2 separate regions of the Zea mays genome follow, and region 2 is linked to region 1. A link is a contact called in public Hi-C data. All regions are on one chromosome and are shown on one strand. The core of a region is the stretch at or near the end of the contact, and the rest is flanking DNA. Distances in the headings are between cores, read along the strand shown.

Region 1 (5,627 bases), core at 2,457-4,956:
ACAGCAACAGCAGTAGAGCTAGAGCAACAGCAGCGCTAGACCAAGGCAGAGTCACAGAGGTGCATAGCAGTGTAGCACAAATCAAATGCACACGCACCAAGAAAATGGAGGATGATTGGAGGACTACAGGAGGAGCTCATCTTCAGGATGAAATAAGGAATCTGGTGGGCAGCGGCAGAATCAGGCGCTGTTTGCTCCAGCAATGGTTGCGCGCGCTTAGCGGAGGCACACAGGTACCCTGCAACAATCGAAGCTAATGGAGATTTGTGGAAGAGATCCGGATCCAGCCCCGTCAGGGATATGGCTGCAACCTGCAATCTCCTGGGCAGCGGCGATCTCTGGGTGGCATGGCAGTGGCTGGACAGTGGAGAAGCACACTCCTGCTCCTGGGTTACTCTGGATAGGTATGTATTCTAAAAACCTAATAGGCCAAATGACCAGCCGACCAGCTCGCCGAAGCCCAGTTGCTAGGCAGCCCAATGCACAACATGAAAGCTAGTCCTTTTCCATCCTAATCAGATGACTACTCGCGATTGCAATGGTTAGTCAGTCAAAATGGAATCTCGTCGAACAAATCAAGTTGGTGGACATAATCAGAGCCATAGAACCAATCAGTCCAATTAATCGACATTGGACAACTTAATAACACTGGACCATTTCATTCACCATTTCAATACACTATCGCATATGTGGCACTATTGGAAACATCAATATGAAATCTTCCACTAAGAATGACCTAAGAGCCACACCAGAAAACATTGTGTAAAACAAACATGCTGTCATACCGCTAAATAGATTTAGTAAACAACAATGCAGTTCAGGAAAGGAGGAAAACAGAGTCAGCTCACAGTAAAATCTGGCAACAATTGAACCTGTCGTGAAAACATGATTCTAGGAATGTAAGATGATTGTAATGCCCCATCTAAGAGAACAGCCTGTTCATATACAAATTCAGGATAAATATGCAATGGGAACAACAGGACACAGGGCACCAAATATATGACATTAATCGACACTTATCAGCTCATACTTATTTACAAGATAACTACACATCTGGTCATCAACTTATCATCCTAAAGACTAAGGCGGACCTAGAAGGTCAAGGTATTAAAAATGAGTTCAATTATAACATTTATAAAAATGTCATTTTGTGAAAAATTGTAAAACAAAACCCATGTAGTGAGCATGTTTCTTCGAAGGTCACTCTATTAAACTATGATTAAGTATAGAAATTCATTTGCCAGTAATAATTTCGTAGATATAGTAACATTTATTAACCAAAAATGAGCACATAAAGCACATAAACATTAATTTAGTAGGTAGCAAATACCTTCCCCTCAGCAGTTCGAGCAGACAAGGCAATCTTAAGCCCCAGCCGCCGTACTTTCTTCTGCAGCTTGATTGCATGGCTTCGAGGTTTAGGCCCATGCATGGTTGCACCACCACGAAACTGTTATGTTCATAAATTAGTTGACTGAACTCCAAACTGGGTAGTATGTTTCAAGCAATCTCAATATGAATATATGTATATTATTCACGCAAATATAATAACTAACCTGGGCACCGCGCAGTGTTCCATGTCGTGCTTTTCCGGTTCCTTTTTGCGGGTAAGGCTTTCTTCCAGTGCCACTAACTTCACTGATAGTTTTAGTTGAGTGTGTCCCCTGTAAAGACAAAGAAGGGCCTAATTTATTAGAATACAAAACTGTCATTTTGTCAAGATGATATGCATCAGTCCAAGATTTCCATAAGTGAAGGCCAAGTAAAAAAATATTAAGTGATCCTATTGGTGCACCTGCTGTCTTTTAGCAAGCTGCCACCTTACTACTCGGTGAACAATGTCCTTCCTAATTGGAACATCAAAAACATCGCCATCCAAAACCATGAAGCCCTTGTCCTCATTATGGAAGTTTGTGACCCTAGCTACCAGGTCTTCATACTGCCCTGCAATATTATAACAAGCCAGAGGAATTAAAATCCAGCATATTCTTAATTCAAAATAAAATCAACATTATTCATAAATAATTGCAATACTGCAGAAGTGAAGTTTCATTCATGAATTTTGGTCTGGTTAGATAAGAAACAGTAACCAAAGCTTTAGCTGGCAAAAGATAAAATGGTAAGTCATATGATATATCATTTGTCGTTAAAAGAAAATTCAGAAGACTAGTGTTGAGACAAATCCACTAAAATGGTGATTTGAAATTAGTCCATAGGGGAGAACTCACCAAGCTCCCGATCTGGTGTCCACACAGTCCTGCTAGAAAGGAGTTCTGGTGGAATCAACACTTCATTTGGTGGAGCCAAAAGAGTAGAATACCCATTGAAAAAGAAACCTGGCAGATTCTGGAAATGGAACAAGTATTTAAAACAAAAGGTCAATGCAGAACTCACGTGCAATCAAATATACAAAAAACACATTTTCAAACAGAGAAAGGATAAAGATTTCTTAACAGATGATTGGGTGCAACAAGTTAGATCTTGGCAAAAATATAATAAAACTTCTATGTTGAAATCTTGATACCCAAAATGCTAACAGGACAAATATGATTTATGCATTCCTGTCAAATAAGTTAATGAAAAAAACTACAGAAGATTGGAGGATGTAATAGTTGTAGCTTTCCAGCGCATGTTTCAAAGCAAGGCTGTCGCCATTTCCGTTAACAAGAACGAAATAAAACAGGTTTGGGTTCAGCAAAGCAAAAGGAAAAACAGGAACAGAAAGACAATGAGCAGAGCAAGTTTTAGGGGGCAGGTAAAGCATCTGTCATCACATGTAATCCACTAATCCAAGATATATTCAGATATAAAGTTTGATAATAAAGCCAGATGTAAAATATCTTGTCCCCGAAGGCCTTGTTGAATGGCAACTGAATGCAGCATGAGGTAAACAGACAAATTTACAGGACTAGCCGCACAAGTAACGGAATGAATGGAAGAAGCAATTGGATTAATGTTCAACTGAAAAACAGGATTGCCACCTATTACCACAACTAATGTAGCAAATTCGTAGCTGGATGTGCTAGATGTTTCTCAAGCAAGGCACCAGACACAAAATTGACACCTGTGTGTGTGCGCGTGCTTAGATTGAAAAGGGACTATACTTTCGCTTCCCATCACAAGCCTTGGCATTGAGCGATCCTTGTAAATACGCAAACTAGCACAATCCTCAAGAGTGAACATAATTGCAGTTGAGTGAAATCATCAGATGTTTGCTAAACCACTAGATTTCAATCAAGCTTGAATACTCTTTTTTTTTCCTACGAATCAGGATTCAGGCAAGTGGATGAGCAATGCTGCACCTAAACCACAACTCCAGCCTGAAGCAGGCCCATTTCCCATTCTACAAGAGACCAAGCATCCGAACGCAAGAGCAGCTGCTGCTTAACACTTGCCCACAAACAGTCGCGGCTCCGGCCCACCCGAATCCCTCTGGATTCTAGAACCACCTAGATTTGTTAATCCCTTTTGTCGAATCAGTCGAGTGGGTTTGCGATACGCCGCACCGAGGACATGGGGAAGGAGGGAGGGGTCCAGACCTTCACGAGGCAAGGGCCTACGTTCCGCGGCGGATGGTACAGCGACGCCGTAGTAGGCGCGGACCCCGCGGCGCGGCGGAGCAGCGACGCGGCGCGCGCGAGGGCCCGCATCGGGTGGGGAGAGGAGGGGCACGCGGCGGCTGGAGTTGAGCCGGCGGACTGGCGGCGGAAGGGAGCGCGGAGCCACGCACACCGATCCGCGTGGGCTGTCCCTCCCTTTTGCTTGTTCGCTTGGGCCTTTCAGCAACAGCACGCGCTCAAGCCCACACAGACTACGGCCTGCTCCCGGGCCGCGGCGCCACATGTTCATGTAGGACCGCTCGGTCGAGATGGGTGGGCCGATAGCTGCCGGTCTAGGTCTATGCCATTACGTTACGTCGTTGTTGCAGCACCGTTTACACCATAGAGTTTGGAGTAGAAGATGAAATATAAGGGTATGTACAGCGTTGTTTAACACGGCGTGTCTTATACCGTGTCTAGGGAGGTAACTGTAAAATTTCCGAAGACTCGATCCTTGGCGAAGCCACCGTTCCTCGCGCATGGCTCGAGGCAAAGATACGATGTTGTCGCTTCGTTGTACAACGCTGGTCGTCTCTTCGGCATTCGGTGCTCCCGTTCATCTGTTTGGTCATCACTTTTGCATCACTAGTCTCATCCATCCGTTTTGCCATGAATAAAAAAAAACAGGTTCTCCCGTTCGTCACCCGGCCGTCGCCGCCGCCATCCCTTCCGGCTCCACGTCCAACTGCCGTTACCCCTCTCTTCCAGATGCCCTCCCCCACCGCGAGATTCCCCATTCACGTTCCCCTTGCTGCTGGCAACAACATCCCCTCCCGAACCCCCTCCCCCGCCGGCACACACTTCACTATCCTCTGATTAGTGAAGTATGGCAACGATACGATGGACATTAGATCAATCATATATGTATATTTCATATTGCAAAATTTATCAGCTATGTGATACATTTATGTTGAAACCTCTATGTGATACATCTAATTATTGGTTTTAATTATTATCTGTGTCTGAATGCATTTTCACTCTCCTCTGATGCATTTTCATCAGCCTCTGCCCTCTGCAGACCTCTGGGCTCTCTCGTTACCTTAATTTTCTGCACCTGAATGTGAACTGTAACATCATTTCTTTTCCCACAACATGCCAAAGCAACTTCTCTAGTTCACCCCTTTGATTTTACCATATCTGCATCTCAAGCGCTACTCTGAAAATACTGTAGCATTCTGAAACTGTTGTCTAGATCCTCATCAGTTTATTCAGCAAAGTGAGTAATTCAGTTTGAGGTTCGGAGGTTCAGTTTGTTCAGCAATGCGCTACTCTGAACAGCAGTATAAAGTCAGAAAACAACGGTGTGAACCTGCAGTGTATACAAGTGCACAATGGATCAGTCACCATTTAATACGATGAATTTGAAACATTAATTAAGATGTAAGATTTTAGATATGTCTTTTTGTACTGAACTGTGTCTTAGGTGTGTTTTATACTTGGAGGACCGTGCCGTGGTATCTATATTGTACATGTCCTAAAAGCTGCTGGAGATAACTTTATTATGAAAAACTTGGACATGATATATGTTCCGAAGAACCTGCTGTCAATGCAACTATGGAAAAGCTTTACAAGAACATTGCTAGAATGGCAAAAATTTAGTTCGTTTTGTGCCCTACGAACAAGGAAGGGACGGAAGGTTTAAGACGGCGGCAGCAATAAACTCAAATAGGGATGGAAACGAGCTGAGCCGAGCCCGACGCGGCTTGGTGCAGCTACGAGGCGAGCTAGGCTCGGCTCGGTTATGTTGCAGCTTGACTGAGAGAATCGGCTCGGTAACGGCTCGCGAGACTCACACTAAATCATGTTTAGAGTATAAATTATATATTTTTTATTATATATAAAATAAAAAATTATGTATAATATTTTTTTAGACTACAATATAAGTGTATCACGTATCAAATTCAAGAAATTTAATAAAATAGTTCAAAACATAATAATAATAATATAGTATAATAGTATATTTGACGTTGTTAGCTCAGTTCTCGCAGTTCTGACGAGCCGAAGAAACAACTCGGCTCGGGCTAATTT
Region 2 (5,404 bases), core at 1,012-3,511, 240 kb after region 1:
GCCCGACCCTAGGCCTCGGCCTCAGCCACGGCCTCGGAGGAGTCGCCGCCTCGCCCGACCTCGGCCTCGTATCAGCTACGCTACAGGGGATCCATCATTGCCCTACCCTTAGCTAGCCGCCTCAGGCTACGAAGGAACAAGACCGGTGTCCCATCTAAGTTACTCCGGTAACAGGTAATGATGGCTCCCCGCGTGCGCCCATGACGTCGGGTGCTCTCAAACCCCCTACGGAAGCAAGGAAACGTCAGCAAGATCCATGCCGCACCGCCAGATATGCGTCTACAGGGCTTAAGGCACTCCTCCGACGACCACGTCGGTACATCTACAGGGCTCAAGGCGCTCCCCCGACGGCCACGTTATTATCTGTACAGGGCTCAGGGCACATCCCTGCCAGCCACGTTAGCTCCAAGCTACACCCCCATTGTACAGCTGGGCATCTCCTTGTGTCTATAAAAGGGGGTGTCCAGGGCCCCGCGGGGGGGGGGGGGACGCGAGACGGGAGACGAACGTGCAACGTACGAACACACGACGCGGACGAGCGGAGGCAGCCAGAATAGGAGAGACGCGGTGTAGGCAGCCCCAAACGGCCCGCCTCAAGGCCGTACCCTCTCCTTCTCACTCCCTCGCTTCTCACTCTCACTCTCTCTCGCTCTCGCTCTCCCGTAACGCTTGTAACCCCTACTGCAAGCGCCCCCTGGTGCAGGATAATATAAGCCTCATCCCATCGCTTGTGTTCCATCTTGCATCGACCCATCAGGACAGGGGCACGCGACACTAAAATTCACTAGTCGGTCCGGCTGAGGACCCCCCGGGTCCGAAACACCGACACATATTCATACATATTCTTTAACATTTCATTTCTTTATTTATCTAGCGTCTTATATATTTAGTTGTAAACTTTCAATTCTGATAAAATAATTACTTGCTTTTCTGATTAAGTCTTAGATGTTACAAAGAAGTATCTTTTTATAAGAAATGGATGTGATGGAGTTCTATTCTTCATTAAGTAATCATATTACCTCTAAGATATATAAGTGCTAGTTTGGCAACCCCATTCTACCAAGAGATTCATATTTTCCTAAGAGAAATTAGTTCATTATTTTTCGTTGGAAAAATGAGAATTCTTTATATTGTTATTTTGGTCGACTTTATTTCTCGATAATTATCAGACATGTGAAATTAAATATATATCAATGTATTTGTTTATGTTTTTGCAGATAAAATTAACATATTATTTATATTTATATATATCATAAAAAGGTGTACACTACAAGGCTCTCAAAATCATCGGACGGAGGCTGACACCATCAAGCTCATCAGCAAGCTGGCTTGAAATTTGTCCAACTGCCCAGGGCTTGCAACGAGCAACGACGGCGATTGGTCAATTTGTCCGGACCAGCTGAGTCCATCAATCGTCCTCGTCCGGCTGCAGTCCCCGACTCCCAGTCCAAGTGGATGCCAGTCCAGAGCCGTGGAGGTCGGGGTGGGGCCGTGGGGGTGGGGAGGCAGCACGGCAATTGCAATCGGAGGGAACTAACACTAACCTGCGTGTCCGTAGCCCCGAGCCCCCGACTCCGAGCGCGCGCCGTGCACGAAACGGAAACGTGGGGGGACGAGGCGACTTGGGCACTCGGCTGATGCTTTGCTACAGGTTCCAGCTGAGAAAAATAATGTGTAGCGTTACTGCACTGCGCCACTCTCTTCGTACACGAGCTGCTTCAATATCTGGTACCACTCACTACTCTCGGCGTCTCGTGGTCGCATTGCGTGCGTTGTGATCATGGGACATGCCAAGTTGCTAGCCAAGCATCCCTTTGCGGCAAAGCAAAAAAAAAACATTCAAACGCGGCCGGCCGAAAGCCCATTATGTGTCTCTCGGTGGCCGCCTACGGGGGCAGCACCGCCGGAAAGGAAGCGACGACCTTTTTATTCTTCTTTCCTCTTTTGGCTGCAAAAAGAGACGCGCAACTTGCGCTGCACACTGCGGTGGAGAGTGGCCAGCCCAGAAGAGAGGAAACGAAACGACCCCAAGACTCCCCTCCCCTGTCGGAGTGACAGACACAGAGACTAGCTGCACTGCTTCTTGGATTTGGTATACTAGAATTTGTCCAAGTAGATTCTGCCCAAACGGCCTAACAAATTGTTAGAGGCATAGGCCCACCAACCACAACCGGTGCCGGTAACCCATCAACAGCCCGGCCCGTAAGAACTTTGAAGGCCCATCTAGCCTCCAAAGACCACCTCTCCTCCACTCCCGACGCATCTCGCCGTTCTTCGGCTCATCTGCGACGGCCGTCGTCGCACCGTACCATCACCGGACATGCCGTCTCCGCCGCGGCCGCTCGCGTCGCTATGCCGCGCCCGTCTCGTGCTCTTCCTCGTCCCGGCGCTCCTGCTGCTGCTCCCCTCCACGGCGCGCAGGTACGCCTCCTCACCCCTCCCCCGCCTTGATCCGCTCCGGCCTCCCTGTCCCCCCACTCCCGCTCCCGCTCCCTCCTGACAGGCGACAGCCCCGTGCAGCGCGGGGGACGAATCGGCGAGGGCGCTTAGCGTCGGCGAGGAGCTCGTGGCCGAGACCATGCCGCTGCGCCACGGCCGCCGGGTCTACAGGATCCACGGGCTGCGCCCGTCCGCGTGGTACGAAGTCAAGATCTCCTACCCGGCCTCCGTACGATCAGTGCCCTTCTTCCCGTGATGACAACATCGAATTCCCGTGCAGGGGTTGTAGTTAGTTTCACCGTCGCAGCATGCTCGTCGTGTCTCTGACGGCGGTGCCTGTGTCTGTCTGTAGATACCGTCGAGCTTTTCCATTCGGCTTGTGGACGACTGGGGCAGCAAGAACAGGAGGCTGCTCAACACGGAGAAGATAATTTTCAAGGCTGAGAGCAGCAGCCCGGTTAGTGTTGAATGCCGATCAGACATTGAGCTGAATTTGTCCGTCGCCTGCGGAATCTTAATGGCATTCCTTTCCTCGGTTAGGCAACAGCTTTATGTGATTGATCTGTTTCAGGTTTATGTTCTTGTCACTGTGGAACCTGAGGGCGTGGTGGCGAAGCCAAACGTGCCAGAGAGGGAGCTTGCGCTTTTTAACATTGGTACGGTAGTAGTCTCTCTCTCTCTCTCTAATCCATTCCGGTCCTCCTTTATGATATCAGAGATCAGACTAGCCAAACATGTTACAAACTTTACCAAGTCTATGTATGAGCTGTGTGAAGCTCTTGGCATTCCTGTGCAAAACCATGGGATGAACCAGCCCGTTGAGCAGCGTCAAGCATCATGCGTTTCCGAACTTGGTTCATCAACACTCATTGGTTGTTACTATACACAGCTCATCTAGGAACTGGCAGCTTTGGAAAGATCGCATGGAATCCTAATAGGCTTGACCGCTTGATGCAGTTTGAGAAGCTGAGCTTCAGCCTAATCCTACAGTACTGACTAACAATTCCTACGCATTTTACTCTGGACTTCCTTGATTCATTGATGCAAATGCCTTTTTTTTTTGTGGATGCCGTCATTGGTCCTACTAATGGATACTTTGTGAGTGAATGGTTGGGTTTTGGGTATTCCAATGCATTTGCCATGAGTTTCTTACTGTTCCCGTGTAACAAACACTAATAAGCGTCTAATCCTTGTGGACCTGGAGCTGTTAAATATTACTCCAGCTTCTATCGCCTGCCCTGCCCTGCCCTGCTCTACCAGGCATTTATGATGCAACGGCCTAAGAGGCACACTCGATCATGTCACTGACAGGTGATATCTGTTTTTTTTTCGTGCAGTTTGCGATGAGCTTATGCTCGGGATTCCACACTTTGCCTGGTGGGCTGGGATTGCAGCGCTGCTCTGCATCGTGCTGGCGGCACTGGCACCACTCGTTCTCCCGCTGCACAAGCTTCTGAGCTGCGAAGGCACGGAGCTGAGCGAAAGTGATGCCGCTAAGATGTCATGACTCGCGAGAGATGATGCAATGCAGGCAACTGTAGCGATCTTCTCCATTCCTGACGTTTCAAGCTTGGTTGTTGTACCATTGGAGTTCGGTGCTGTACGCGTGTCCACGTCAGTCCTGTATCGACGGAGTCACGGAGCGCAAGTGCTGGACCCTCAGTCTCTGTTGGTATATATATTTTTGATACGGAACGGTCGGGAGAGAGGCCTAGTTTGTTTTAGGTTCCACATGTTTCAGGTGCCGTGATAATAATAATAGGCAAGGCAAGGCACCGTCAGTTGCACGTGCGACCGAGCTGTAAAATTTGTCTCCATCTTTGCCTCTTTGGACCGGCAAATCCCCCCTCAGCTCCCCCCCCCCCCCCCCCCCCCCAACACACACACGAGGCCACGACACCTGCAGTTGCAGGCGCTGGCTCCGATCTCCGATGAAACGAAACCCATGCCGGCCGAACCGCATCTGGAGGAAACCGTTACGCGAGATCCACGAGATATGGCGTCGCTATCAGTACTCTACTCTACTCTACCAGGGCACCGTGGCCGGAAGCCGTGGAGCAAGAATTGGTTCTGCTGAGCCTCTTGAATGCGCCGATGGCAACCTCCGGTCTTCTATACCCTTCTTCTCGTGTCCCAGGGAAGATGTGGGGGGATCGGACAGCCGGGGCCTGTTGCCGAGAACCGGTGGCATGAAGGCGCGCAGTGAAGGAGAAAAGAACACGTACCGGCGCCCGGCGCGGGCTTCGCCTGACTCCGACATGAGGGCAGTCCGGCGCCAGGAAGGCAGGCACAGGCCGAGTGATCCCCACGAGCACGAGGCGCGGCTCGCGCGCCAACCGCGAACCGCCCAGTACAGCGACGCCCCCCCATCACCCGCTGCCCCCGCCTGCGTCGGCGTGGAAACCATCCCGGCCACACAATACAGACGCTGGTTACTTTGCTAACGGCTTTGAGGTGGACGGCGTGTCGTGGGAATGTGAATGTGATCGTGATCGATTGTGGGGTGCCAGTCAATCACAGTTAACATGGACCGTTGGGCGCCTGTCAAGAGAGAGAGAGAGAGAGAGAGAGAGAGAGAGAGAGAGAGAGAGAGAGAGAGAGAGATCACTTCCTGATGGCGTGCGCGGAAACATCGTCACGTAAACCACCTCTTCCAAATTCCAATAGAGATAGAGTGTAGTAGCTCTCATCATCAGCACCTGTATCTGTACGTACGTGTGGTTTGCCAAGACTTGCTGAGAGACGCACTGAAACGTACGTCTCCTCTCCCCCGGCGGCCCCCGCTGTCGATCGTCCACGACATCTGTGTAGGTGATGTCGAGAGGAGCACGAAGGAAACGTGTGTCGATCGATCGATCGATCGCGAGTCATTTATGAGCGGCGACGTGATGGTGTATCCGTCCGTCCAGAGCATCCCGAAAGCAACCAATGCAAGCTGCTACCGGTATAGATAGAGAAGTAGAAG

What was found. Hi-C and Micro-C count contacts between places; a contact is called where the count stands out from the background.
Region 2: a contact with region 1 is called in a Hi-C map of leaf, with 2.8 times the contacts expected there. The contact joins the promoter of LOC100275981 here to the promoter of LOC100280943 in region 1. A contact is called at or near these places in 3 of 25 Hi-C or Micro-C datasets (leaf and tassel).

The regions. Positions count from the first base shown.
Region 1 is chr1:296,577,324-296,582,950 of Zm-B73-REFERENCE-NAM-5.0, forward strand. LOC100280943 (50S ribosomal protein L4-like) reads right to left here and starts at 3,707. Exons shown (of 7, transcript NM_001374362.1): 1 at 3,540-3,707; 2 at 2,229-2,346; 3 at 1,796-1,944; 4 at 1,557-1,664; 5 at 1,331-1,450. The coding sequence starts at 3,650.
Region 2 is chr1:296,816,334-296,821,737 of Zm-B73-REFERENCE-NAM-5.0, forward strand. LOC100275981 reads left to right here and starts at 2,262. Exons shown (of 5, transcript NR_175401.1): 1 at 2,262-2,421; 2 at 2,521-2,637; 3 at 2,792-2,896; 4 at 3,011-3,095; 5 at 3,777-4,273.